2 separate regions of the Hordeum vulgare genome follow, and region 1 is linked to region 2. Evidence: chromatin contacts called from public Hi-C data. All regions are on one chromosome and are shown on one strand. Each heading gives the region's core, a stretch centred on a gene start, on an enhancer-like site or on the middle of the called end of the contact. The rest is flanking DNA. Distances are from core to core; before and after follow the strand shown.

Evidence for each region. Hi-C and Micro-C count contacts between places; a contact is called where the count stands out from the background.
Region 1: a Hi-C map of leaf shows a contact between it and region 2, with 3 times the contacts expected there. The contact joins the promoter of LOC123444868 here to the promoter of LOC123440522 in region 2. A contact is called at or near these places in 4 of 6 Hi-C or Micro-C datasets (leaf, seedling and an unstated tissue) and 1 of 1 datasets of contacts at active chromatin or transcription factors (embryo).

What each region holds. Positions count from the first base shown.
Region 1 is chr3H:545,715,486-545,722,289 of MorexV3_pseudomolecules_assembly, reverse strand. It overlaps LOC123444868 (coronatine-insensitive protein homolog 1a), which reads left to right and starts at 1,966. Exons shown (of 3, transcript XM_045121736.1): 1 at 1,966-2,743; 2 at 4,038-4,512; 3 at 4,598-5,693. The coding sequence starts at 2,244. The coding sequence ends at 5,407.
Region 2 is chr3H:545,584,981-545,591,730 of MorexV3_pseudomolecules_assembly, reverse strand. It overlaps LOC123440522 (transcription factor DIVARICATA-like), which reads right to left and starts at 4,682. Exons shown (of 2, transcript XM_045117087.1): 1 at 3,989-4,682; 2 at 3,132-3,904. The coding sequence starts at 4,428. The coding sequence ends at 3,457.

The DNA.
Region 1 (6,804 bases), core at 717-3,216, 130 kb before region 2:
TTCTCAGTTACTAATAACAACGATTTCATTAGTACTCCTATTGCTCCTCCCGTCACTAGTGCGGATTATTATGATATGAAAGTTGTTTTGCTCAATCTTGTGATGAAAGGACGTTTTTTTTGGAAACTATAATGAAGATGTTGCTTCCCATCTTAATACCTTCGTTGAGTTATGTGAGATGCAAAAAATTAAAGTGTGGATATTGATATTGTTAAACTCTATCTTTTTTTTGTTTTTCTCTAAGAGATAGAGCTAAGGCATGGTTATCTTGTTTGCCGAAAAATAACATGATTCTTGGTCTAAATGCAAAGATAGTTTTATTGGCAAGTATTTTGCTCCCACAAAAATTATTTCTTTGAGAAACCAAATTATGAATTTCATGCAACTTGACCAAGAGCATGTTGTTGGGAGAGAATGAAAAATATTCTTAAAATTGTCCTACACATGGATTGTGCCATTGGATGATAGTACACAAATTTTATGCTGGACTAAACTTTGTTTCAAAAAACCTTCGAGGAGAGGCTACACATGGATTCAACTGCAGGTGGTACGTTCATGGGGATAACACTTGGAGAGGCTACAAATCTTCTTGGTAATATGATGGCGATCTATTCCCAATCGCACATCGAGCATGCTCCAATTGGTAAGAAGGAAAATTCCGTTGTCGAAATCTCCTTCGTAAGAGGCAAGGTTGATGCTATCATGTATATGCTCACTATTAATAGTAATCCTATTGATCCAATTGATACTCCTCTATTTACTTTGATTGGACAAATAAAGATGTTATTGATGTGAATTTTATCTCAAAGAGCAATTCCAATAATAATGCTTATAGAGGGAATTTCAATAATAATCCTAGAACGTATCCCGGTAATCCCTCTAATAATTATGATAATTAATATAATAATAATAGTATGCTTACTGAACTTGAAAATAGTATTAAAAATCCATTACTTCCCAAAAGGTTTTAGGCAAGAAAAAGGGGCCCACGCGAACACAGTTTGCAATGAAGCAAATGACATTCTAGTGTATTGGCACACATCTTTTATGAATGTGTGTGCTTTATCTGTGCATGCCCAGCTAACCTTAGCTTTTCTTTTAGGGGAGCTAATCTCAGCTCTGCACAGACTGGCGTCATCCAATATTTGTGTAGACATTTGGAGCAATTTCGTGGCCCACTGAAGAAGATACACCGTAGTATAGAAAAGAGCCGATGGGCAGGCAGCCAAAACAAGCAAGCACGCAATAATGCACCCCACACCCACAAAGCCTATGGCAAGGCAATCTTGCACAAGATGGAGGGTGTTTTATCCACTAGTTGTATATAAATCCACTTGCCGCTAATATACGACTAAGGGCATCTCCAATGATGGTATGATCATCGTTGGTAAAATTGCCACATAGATGATTTTAATGACATAACACATAATAAAAAAAAAAGAGAATGAAATCGTATGAACTTGAAACAACGGTTCACGCACAAGCTCCGAGGCAAGCATGGTTATTTCTTCACTATTTAGTGGACCTGCTTAGTTATTTTACATACGATTAATATACACTCCATTAAAGAGCTTATATGATATGTTGTTGGTTGTTGATGTGGACACATATACCAACGATTGAACATACGGACTGTTGAAGATGCTCTAAGTAGCTCCTGGACCAACACTGTCTTTTCAGCTCCCAATTCCCATCCTGCACTCCACACATACGCCATCAAACAAAAACAAAGATGCCGACGAGTTTTACTCCAATTCCTACCTCAGTGGCGTGGCGCTAGTAAAATCAAGTCGAATAATTTCGTGGAAAAGCGTACGCACACGATCATCGGCGGCACGCTCACGAGCGTCGAGTGGCACGTACAGTACTAGAGAGTAGAGTGGTACCGTGGTGTGGGCTGTGGCTGTACCCGGGTGGGCGGGGCGAGGCCATTTATCGCGCCCACCGGCGGGGCGTACGTGGCGCGGCACCACCAGACGAGCCGAGCCGAGCCGCGCAGCCACGCAGGTAAAAGCTGCAGCTGCCTCCCCAAGTCCTATCCCTCCATTCTCCCTCCCTCCAATAATTTCCCTCCCCTTCCCTTCCCTTCTCCCGTCCTCCCGCAAAGCCCACCCCGCAGCAGAAAGGGTGGGAGGGAGGAGGAATCTCCATCTCCGCCTCCGCCTCCATGCCCCCGGCCCCCGCCGGGCTCCGCCCAGATCCCCCGCGCGGCAGCCGGTAGCCGGTAGCCGGTAGCCGATCCGATGGGCGGGGAGGTGCCGGAGCCGCGGCGGCTGAGCCGCGCGCTCAGCTTCGGCGTGCCCGACGAGGCGCTGCACCTCGTCATGGGCTACGTCGAGGCCCCGCGCGACCGGGAGGCCGCCTCGCTCGTCTGCCGCCGCTGGCACCGCATCGACGCGCTCACACGCAAGCACGTCACCGTCGCCTTCTGCTACGCCGCCGACCCGGCCCGCCTCCTCGCACGCTTCCCGCGCCTCGAGTCGCTCGCGCTCAAGGGCAGGCCGCGCGCGGCCATGTACGGCCTCATCTCCGACGACTGGGGCGCCTACGCCGCGCCATGGGTCGCCCGCCTCGCCGCGCCTCTCGAGTGCCTCAAGGCGCTCCACCTCCGCCGCATGACCGTCGCCGACGACGACGTCGCCGCGCTCATCCGCTCCCGCGGCCACATGCTGCAGGAGCTCAAGCTCGACAAGTGCTCCGGATTCTCCACTGACGCGCTCCGCCTCGTCGCACGCTCCTGCAGGTAGTCCACCAGCTCTCTCTTTTGCTTCCGTGCATCCGTGCACCTCTCTTTTTTCCCCCTTTCGCCGCCCGTTGATGCGTGCTCGCGAGTTACAGTGATTGTGGCAGTTGACCTGCTCCGTGATGAATTAGGGTTGATCTGGTCTGTGTTAGTTGGTTTCGCCAAATGGAGTAATAATGGATAAGGGCGAGCTAAGTGCCAGTTTCTATAATTAGATATTTGTTTGCTCTATCATGAGATGTATGAAATACGGTCATGTGAGGGAAGGTGTCAGGTTCGCTTCCACACACAATTTATTTGGGCGCCATGATACATCATGGCACTAGTTTCTACATCGAATTGATATACGGCAAATGACTACCGAAGGGAGATGTATGAGATTTGGTGTAATTCTATGGTTTTACCTGTCGTTTCTGTCTAGCATATGTCCATTCAGGTCTCTAGTTTGTGAAATTGACTCACAACAGCTCACAAGTCCCAACCAAGTCAGGCTTAAGCAAACTATAATTTGAGGTTGCACCAGTCAGGTGATCTATCTTCCCCAGGAGTGCTATCGTACTACTTTGATTGGACTTGCACAAGACTACATCCGTCACTATGGGACACATTTTGAACCAAAATAAAGTTGCAAGTTGGTGGTTTCTGTTACCAATCAATTCTATCATGATCCGATTAGTGTGGCACTATGTCATACTGTCATATCGACTTTCAAGCATCATCTATTCATCTTGTCCTTCCTTTTTACTCTTTTGGCAAAAGCCTTTCCACGTCTCCGTGTTAACTTCGCTTAGTCTGAATTCTGCACCTATGGTAGTTGTGTGAGGGAAATTATTTCCTCTTAGAATGCAAGTATGATTTGTGTGAGCTTGTCAAGTTCACATATGGAGGTGGAAGACGAAAGGTTAGCATGCTACAAAGGATCTGTAGTGCTTTAGGTAGAATGCATGTACAGTGTGCTTCTTTTTGCCTGGAAATGCCTCATAATGCAACCGTGAATTGATAAAGAAAATTGGACTTGACATCAATAGCTGTTCTGCTGTCCTACTATTAATGAAAGGGGACAGAACATGGGGACATGTTCATGAAGTTTTAGATGTGTCTTTGTAGGTTTCTTGGTTCACCAGTAATTCGCTGTTCATCGCACTTTCCATTCTTCCTTAGCTTTCAACTATTTTTGTGCTCCTTTAGCAAGGCATTCGTCTGCGGTACATTGTTTCAAAGTGATTTTACCGTCACTGGCATGATTGCGTGCTATCACTGCAGTAACACGCTATTCTGAATTCTCTCTTAGCAGATCCCTGAGAACATTATTTCTTGAGGAATGTGTGATTACTGATGAAGGTGGTGAATGGCTTCATGAACTTGCTGTCAACAATTCTGTTCTTGTGACACTGAACTTCTACATGACTGAGCTCAAAGTGGCGCCGGCTGATCTGGAGCTTCTAGCAAAGAACTGCAAATCATTACTGTCTTTAAAGATCAGTGAGTGTGATCTTTCAGACCTGATTGGTTTTTTCGAAGCAGCCAGTGCATTGCAAGATTTTGCTGGAGGAGCATTCAACGAGGTAGGAGAGCTAACAAAGTATGAAAAAGTCAAGTTTCCACCAAGAGTATGCTTCTTGGGGCTTACATTCATGGGGAAAAATGAGATGCCTGTCATCTTCCCATTTTCTGCTTCACTAAAGAAGCTGGACTTGCAGTACACTTTCCTCACCACCGAGGATCATTGCCAGCTTATCTCAAAATGCCCGAACCTATTTGTTCTTGAGGTAATGTTTCTCATATACTCTTGTATTTTGGGTGCCTGAAATTTGTCACACTCTCATTTTTACTGATAGTAGATTCTGTCAACAGGTGAGGAATGTGATAGGAGACAGAGGGTTAGAGGTTGTTGGCGATACATGCAAGAAGCTACGAAGACTCCGAATTGAGCGAGGGGATGATGATCCAGGTCTACAAGAAGAGCAAGGAGGAGTTTCTCAGTTAGGCCTGACAGCGGTAGCTGTTGGTTGCCGTGACCTGGAGTACATAGCTGCCTATGTATCTGATATCACCAACGGTGCTCTTGAATCTATCGGGACTTTCTGCAAGAATCTTTATGACTTCCGGCTTGTCCTGCTCGACAGACAAAAGCAGGTAACTGATCTGCCACTCGACAACGGCGTTCGAGCTCTGTTAAGGAGCTGCACCAAGCTCCGGAGATTTGCTCTCTACCTGAGACCTGGAGGGCTCTCGGACATAGGCCTCGACTACATCGGGCAGTACAGCGGCAACATCCAATACATGCTACTGGGCAACGTCGGTGAATCTGACCAGGGATTGATCCGCTTCGCAATCGGATGCACCAACCTGCGGAAGCTTGAGCTTCGGAGCTGCTGCTTCAGCGAGCAAGCCCTTTCCCTCGCGGTGCTCCATATGCCGTCGCTCAGGTACATATGGGTGCAAGGCTATAAGGCCTCCCCAGCAGGCCTCGAGCTCCTTCTCATGGCGAGGCCATTCTGGAACATCGAGTTCACGCCTCCGAGCCCTGGCGGCCTGCATCGCATGACGCTCGACCGTGAACCCTGTGGGGAGAGGCAAGCCCAGGTTCTCGCGTACTACTCCCTTGCTGGGCAGAGGCAGGACTGCCCTGACTGGGTGACTCCGTTGCATCCAGCTGCATGATTGATTGTAAATACAGGACATCAAGTTGTGTGTACGTACGTACGTATCTTATTGCCCCTCGTCGCTTGGGCAACGACTGTGTCTGAATATGGTTATTTGTATGGATGTAGATCATTAGCTAGCTGCTTTTATATGCCCTAATAAGCTAGTAGTACTCTAGTGCTGTAGCTGAGGTGTAGTGCAATAAGTTGCCGTTGTCGCTTGTACTACGTATGTAAACCTGGGAAGTTGTAAGCTAAAGTTGCTCTGTGCTTTTCCTTTAGCAATGGAGAATGAGGGTTTCTTATATCCAATTCATTCAAAAGTCGATGAAGAGATGCGGTAAACATATTTCAACACTTCCCTTCATATGTATACCTTTTCAGTCCTTAGACTTGGAATTGATATATACTGTAAAATCCTTTCTTAACGCTGCATTGACATAATCTTAATCTTAAACTCGAAGGCTTTTGGCCTGGACATTAAATTAAATTCATGCTTCTGTCGATTTATCTGGAAGGTTGAATAAGGAGAGTCGGTCAATATATTTCAAAGATTATGTTTCAACGAAGCTGTCCTACGTGGATTGAGAGCAGATACAATAAGGTACAGTCAGCAGGCTGTAAGGATTAAAATACTATATTTTTACTGAGTTGAATGAGAGAGAAGGGAAGCGGGCTCTTCGTAAAGAGCCAACTCTAGTACGTGTTCCTAGATGCTTTGTGAGAATGAAAGATGGGTCATATATGATAAAAATAGTACTCTTTGTAGCTAACTATTGTACAAGCTAGCTATAAGATGAGCTATAAGACCAGCAGTTGGCTATACTATTAACCATGCTCTGAGTACGTAGTCCAGGCGGCTACGGGCTACCGAATGAATGAACAAGTGGCCGAGCTCCCCGGAATTTCGTGCTGCCTCACGAGGAACGCGACAACGTTGCGTAATACGCAGGCAAAAATGGAGTATAAAATCCACCTGGTTGGTGGCGGTTTGTTGGGCTAGCAAACAAGACGCGTAGATTCGAGGCCTGCCAGTGCCAGGTCCGTTTCTGTCGGCTTTTGGTGAGGGAATGACCTCCGCGAAGGAGCGGTCGACGTAACAGTGCAAAAACTTGTTCATGGTTTAGCGTGCCCGTGCATCCGAAACACGGCGCAGATTTAAGAAAGTACTCTACTCTCTGTCCGTTACTAAATACTCCATCCGTTCCTAAATATAAGACCTTTTAGAGATTACACTATGAATTACATACAGATGTATATAGATATGTTTTAGAGTGTAGATTCATACATTTTGCTTCGTATATAGTCTACTAGTGAAATCTTTAAAATGTCTTATATTTAAGAACGGAGGGAGTATAAGTCGTTTAAGAGACTTTCACTACGGATTATATACAAATATATATGTTAGATTGTATA
Region 2 (6,750 bases), core at 3,433-5,932:
TAATTGATGAGGCAAATCTTGTGCCTCGGTTTAAAAAAAAATGAAGCCCTCGAGGTTTGTTAATTTATTTATTTTTTGACAATACCTCAGACCTGTAACCTTCACCGTGCTAGTTTCACTCTTTCCTCGTGCATGTTTAACTGGTTCTTTTTCATGTCTCTTAGTAACTTCTAAAGGTCTATTTTTGCGAAAACTAATGCCCGTTAATCGTTGGAGCATATTATCTTTAGACTGGTTACTCTGACATCTGGCTGTGTGAATGACTGACTACCTCTTTCGGTCTTTCCACATGACAGTTTTTCTGGCATCTTGATCCGTTGCATTATTCAGGCCAGTTGATCAGTTGCATTGGGGCATTGGTACATGGAGATGCTGAATATGACGACAGATTTCCCATTGTTCATGAACCGAACATGTTCAGAAACGGCGATAATTGAGTAGAATAATGTTGCTGTGACGTTGTGCATACGTACTAGCTGGTGGCCGCCATGCTTTGTTCTTGAGCAGTGCACTTCCATTATTCCGTAGTTGTTTCAACTTTATGTCGAGACATATGGACAGTGTTCTGATTGCCCTTTTCCTGAACAACTATTAGGTTTCCTGACGGGCACCATCTACTTGCCCAGTTCAATGGTTGTGCTGCTCCACAGTAGCCGGTGTGAAGGATGCAAATCTTCAGCCGCCCAGGCATCAGCCATGAATCCACGACGAGCATACCGGTGAAGTGCAGCGGAGGTGCAGCAGTTGGTTGGATCTTCTCAAGATGATCTAACTCTTGTACTTGAAAGTTGGATCACAGGTACGCGCACGGCGCACGGTGCACCCTGCCCTCAACTGAAGAAAAATACAGCTATCTTTTACGGAGAGTGATACCGATCAAAGAATTTTCTGCTGCCTTTATTGGTAAATTCGATTACCGCATAAATAACATTATTATTGGTCAAGTTGAATATAGTGAATTAGAATTGGCATGAAACATATATTCATATAAAAGGTAACGTTAAAAGCTGATGGCAAGAGCTGTTGAGAATAACAGAAGTGCAGACTCTAACAACGCATAGCTTTCTCTTTCCCCCCGGGACTATGATAGGTTTCGCCGGTGTCGGTATCGCGACGTGCACATCGTCGTGGTCCTGGGCGGCAAAGGCTAGCCGGAATCTGGAATCTGCGCGCTCGACCTCCAACTCCTCCTCAATTATGTCACCCATTTGCAGCTGCAGAATCTGAATATTTCGCACAAAGGCGGAACGCGGACACGACACGCCCGAAAGCGCGCGGCGTCCATGCCGGCCGTCGACCTCCACGGTCACCACCGCGCCCAGTGGGAATGGAGGACACAAAGACCCGAAAGCGACGCCGCCACTTTCACCTCGCACGAGCAGCAAAAGCGGCTGGAGGAGCAGGACGCGAAGCTGCAGCAGCAACAGCCGGCACTCACCGTCTCATCATACGGTGGTTGGTTACCGCTGCCACTTCGCCGGGCCGAGGAGGGAGACGGTGCGGAACGAAACAAATGGGAAAGCAGGGAGCGAAAGCGAGGGCAGGGAAAGGCACTGAGCTAGGCCGGCGGGCACACGGGGCGCCCACTTCACCGGCCCTGCGTGGCCGCGTTGGATTTGCATGAATCTTGCTTGCCCCACGGCCTCGCAAAAGTCGCAAGTTGCGCTGCGCCGGGGCGCTGCTTTTGGCCCCTCGGCGCGTGGCTGGAGCCAGCGCCAGTGCGCGCGGCACTGGGAGCGGGAGGGACGTCGTATTGGGCATGGGGGCAGGCCATGATGGCGGCGGCATAGCGGCAAAGGCCGGCCAGCCGGCCGCTAAACAAAACCAGATGGTTAGCGGCAGAGGGGACACCAACCACCCCGTCCCCGTGGGATTCAGTTCAGACTTCAGAGACGGCTGGCTCAGCTCTCTCTGATGCGGAGCTTTGCGACGCTGATGATGAGGTTTTGGTTTAGCTAGCTAGTCTTACTACTAACTTAGTTTTCAGGTCCCGCTTTTCTGGCTCTGTCGTGGCCGGACCAGGCACCCCATTCGCCGGCTCGACAGCGTATTATTATAGCCGGCTAATGCGATCTGGAATTGGGCGAGGGCGAATGATTCGTCGGGGAGGAAAGCCGAGTGGTCTGGTCAGGTCAGGTCAGGTCAGGTGCTCGCTAAAAGAGCGACGTGACACAAGTCACGGAGATGAATCTTCCCCCCGCGAGAGAGCGCCGAGTCACGCGCCACCAGTCCACCACCAGGAGCCAACGGGCACCGCCCGATCCAGCCACCGGCGCCGACGACGGCAGTCCAGCCGCAGCCGGGCACGCAGAAGCCTCCCCTGCCGCTGCAGCCGCCTCCAGAGCCCGTCCAGACCGTACCGCGTAACAGGCAGACAAGCGCTGCGTCCCACTGGAGCTCCGGGGACCGGCACCTGCACGAATGAGTGAATCTCACTGCTGCTGCCGTGGCCGTGCCCTCGACAGCGTGCGCCCACCGCCACTGATGAACGAACGGTGCGAGTTCACATTGCTTTCCACGCTCTGGGAAGGGAGGAAGGGGACGAAAAGGGTAGAGACGACAGCGAGAAGGACACGGGATTCGCTGCTGTTGCTGTTGGCGCATGTGATGCCTTTGGCTTGCTCTGGGTGGACCTCCAACTCATTCCCTCCCTGCTAGTAGTAGTAGTAGTACTGTAGTAGTAGTGCCACAGTGCATTGATGCTGCGTGCAGCGTGCCAGCCACTACTACATCATTCCGCAAGGCAAGGCAAGGCAGTTCTCGTGGAGCTGATTGACGAATCAAATTGATACTCTCCCCGCAGCTGGCCAACTGGAGCCAGAGGTGGCGCGCGCGCGCGCGCCCTGAGCTGAGCCAACACCTGCGCATGGGCGGGCAGCAGGCAGGAGCGAGAGCAAGGAACACGAGGCGGACTAGTTTATGCCCGGCCGGCCTGCGCAGGAGGATGAGGATTCAATATTTCGTGGCGGAGACGACGGACGGAACGAGATCAGCATTGATGAGAAGCCCCGGGTGCCAGGGCGCCAGGCTAGGCCGGCAGCACATGGACGATTTCAGGCGGCCGAGAGAGCCTAGCCAAATCGAAACTTCCAAGTTCCAACAATTTTGAGACCGGAGCACGCACACGGGAGTACGAGCTTCATCGAAGGCTTATTTCGGATTTTGTTTTTCAGTACAGTGGGAGGTTGAGGTTCTATGTACACTGGGCGGCACGTCGATGGGTTCTTGAGGTTTCTTTCTCCATGGACGCAGACCTGCACGCTCCGCACCGCCGTGTCGCTCTCACATGTTTTCGCTTGGGTGCCATCATCTGGGTGTCGGTCGATCGAGACACAAGCACGCCGGCTCTGCAACCAGACTGCTCTCGAGGCAAGCACGGCCGTGGATGCGATGATGGTGATGGGTGCCGCCGCTGTTTTGTCCTCCGGGCGGGATTCGCCGCGGCGAGAGGGGACGTCACAGCTGTCCGCATTGCATCTGCAGGAGGAGCGAGTCGTCGATGTCGAGGACTGTGCCGCCGTCCATGAACGAGCTCTGGTGCTCGAGCTTCACGTTGCCGTAGGGATGGCCGCCGCCGAGCGTCCCCACTGGCAGCGTCGGCGGCATGAAGGCGTGCCGTTGCCCTTGCCCGCCGAACGACGGCGAGGGCTTCGTGTCGGCGGTGGTGACCGCGGACGGCGGGGACCCCGAGGGGCTGTTGCGGTCGTCCTCGTCGGGCACGTTGACGGTGGTGATGTCGTGGATGCTGGACCGGCGCTTGTTGTCCTTGCCGCCGGAGGTGAGCCGGATGAAGTACTTCTGCGCGTGGCTGGCCACCTGCGTCGGCGTGCGGCTCGTCACGTAGTTGCGCGAGATGTTCCTCCAGTCCCCTCGCCCGTACTTCTTCAGCCCCTTCAAGAACAGCCTGCACGCACGCAGCGCATGAACACGATCAAATTTCCACCGCCAACAATCGGAGCACAAGAAGATCGCGAAGATGGCGGCTTACCGGTGCTCCTCCTCCGTCCACGGGACGCCCTTCTTGCGCTCCTGGTCGGCGCGCCCGCGCTTGAGGCAGTAGCCGCGCCGGAACCCGCCGGCGCCGGCGCTGCCGCCGTCCCAGTCCAGAGTGAACCCGGACGAAGGGGACGAGCTGTCGTAGTGAGGGAACGGGACCAGCCCGGCCTCGATGAACCCGACGTCGTTCTCGAGGGCCCTGTAGTGGTTCACCACGTCGGCCACCGTCTTCCTGGGCAGCATCAGCGCGACCATCTCCCACCCGTCCGGCGCGTCCAGGTCGATCGCCGCGAGCGCCTCCTCGAACACCTTGTTCTCCTCCAGCGTCCAAGCGCCGCCTCCGCGACGCTCCTGCTGCACGGCCCAGCACGGCTGCCCGGCGAAGTAGGGCGCCGGCGGCGGCAGCACGTTCATCCACGCCTCCGCCATCATGTCGGCTCTAGTGCTCCTACCTGAGCGGCTGGGCTTAGGACGGCGAGCAATGGAGGAAGGCAGGAAAGTGGCGAAGGAGGGAGGTGGAAGGAGGCGTGCCTATATAGGGGAGGACCGGGGGAGTATCAAATTCCGGGCGGCTGCAAAAAGTGGCCGGAGTTTATTCCGCCTCCACCGTTGGAGGCCTTGAGAAGATGAGCAAAAAGAAAGTGGATGCTTGTGATTGGGCCTTGGTGGAGTTTGTGGTCTCTCAACGAGGCAAGCACAAGAGGTAAAGAAACAAGGAGGGAATGCTAACTAATGGTAACAAGATTCAGTTTTGGTGAATATATGTCTTGCTTTTTCAGACATGTATGAATTATTTCAACCCAAGGAATCGATCGTGACGAATCAATCCTTGGTTGAATGGTTAGAGTACCCGTGCTATCCCAGCCTTTTAGGTTTTGAGTCCTCGTGCTCACATTATTTTTGAACTTACTTCAGAATTTTCGATAATATATTTTTAGTGAAAAAAGACGCTCGACAAGTCTTTGAAAGGTGTTAAAAAAATAAGATGTATGTGCGTACGTTCATAGAGGTGAATGTATACACATTTATATCAATGCTTGCGTTTATACCGTATTCATAAAAGAAGGAAGAATCGATCGTGTCTCGTAACCAAAATGTGCAGGTGTATAGATTATGGCCCATGTTACATGTATGAATTATTTCAGATTTTTACGAACATGTTTTTGCGAGACCTTTTACAGACTATGGGAGTGCAATATAGTGTTATTGTGCCTGTCATGATGCAAAGTAAAAAAAAGGGAGCTCGTGCATCACATGGCATATATGGTTAGCGCATCTCCAGCGTCGGCACTTAAAATAGACACATTATTTGTCTGTGGGTTGGTTCAGATTTATTTGTGGACACGGATACATGAGTCATTATCCAATCCTGATCTATAAACCTTTGTTTCGCTTTTTAAAAAACTGCAACACTTAAAATAACAACATATCACATCTTCAAGGAGTGAAAAATATTCAAATGCGCCATTAGTTCAAATGTAAATATAAATCTAACTAAGTTCTGAAATCAAATAGTTGAAACTTGAATTTAACTAGTACATATGTTCTAGTTGTCTACTTTAAGTGCCCACATATGCTTTGTTATATCTTGCTTAAGTTGTTCATGAGTTGCTCGATGTAGAGTTTATTGATATATTCGAACAAGCTCCTCAAATCTTGTTAGATTCTGATGCGAAAATTGGATAGAATCATCCATGTTCTCAAAATTCCAGACCTCCCGCAACATCTTCATCCTCATCCTCCACGATCATATTGTGCATTATCACACAACGTGTCATCCCCTCCTGCGAGGTCATTGGATCTCATATTTTTGCAGGTCACCGAAACTGAAAATGGGCTTGAAGCACTCCAAATGACCTCTCCACATGCTTTCTAACTCTTTGTCTCTGGGCAAATTGACCTCTTTTTTGATCAACTAGCTCAGAGATGGTCTTACAAAAGTCGCCCACGGCGTCAATCAAATAGTAATTCATGTTGTAGTCATCTCCATTAACAGTATAGTTGCACAGAAAAGCTTGTCCTTTAGTCGGCCTATTAAACAATAAAGACTATTGCAACACGTTGATGTCGCTATGAGACTCAAGCATGCCAAATCCAAAGGTCCTATGATGCAACTACTTCAAGAATGATGGTAGAGCATATAGTTAGTTTTTTCCATCTCCAGTACATGCAATCAAGAGATCCGAGCATACATGGTCACCATCTTGGTTCTGAGAGTACATGAGCCTTTCGACGTCGGCGACAATTGGTTCTCTCAATTACCGAGGTCCAAACACCTCGACCTTCGCAGTAGCAAATCTGACTATGGCTTCTGTGCATGTGCGCTCGGGAGCCCGGAGGTACTAGTTGCACGAATATGCGACTGTGCACAATGTTGTCATGCACTTTTGACAACCAGATAATCCAATTCTTCCTATGACACCCCTCTTCAAGATAAATTAGTCATCATAGGTCCAATCACCATTGTAGAGGCGGTCAAACACATTTTCGGCATCCGAAAGTGTCGACGAAATTGTCCGCGAATAGGGCATCGACAGCAAAGTAGTCGTCGATCAACGTCAAATGGCTAGTGCCCCACTCCGATTTAGCACTCGATGACCCTTGATTGATCCCTTCAAATTGAGAACATGCTTTTCCCCATGCTTTGTGTCTGCAAGGACTGTTTGCATCATCGTCGTTTCATCCTCGTACTCCTCCTCATCGTACGAATCGTTGGATGTCTCAATGTAGTTATTGTAAAGTACTCCATGTCTG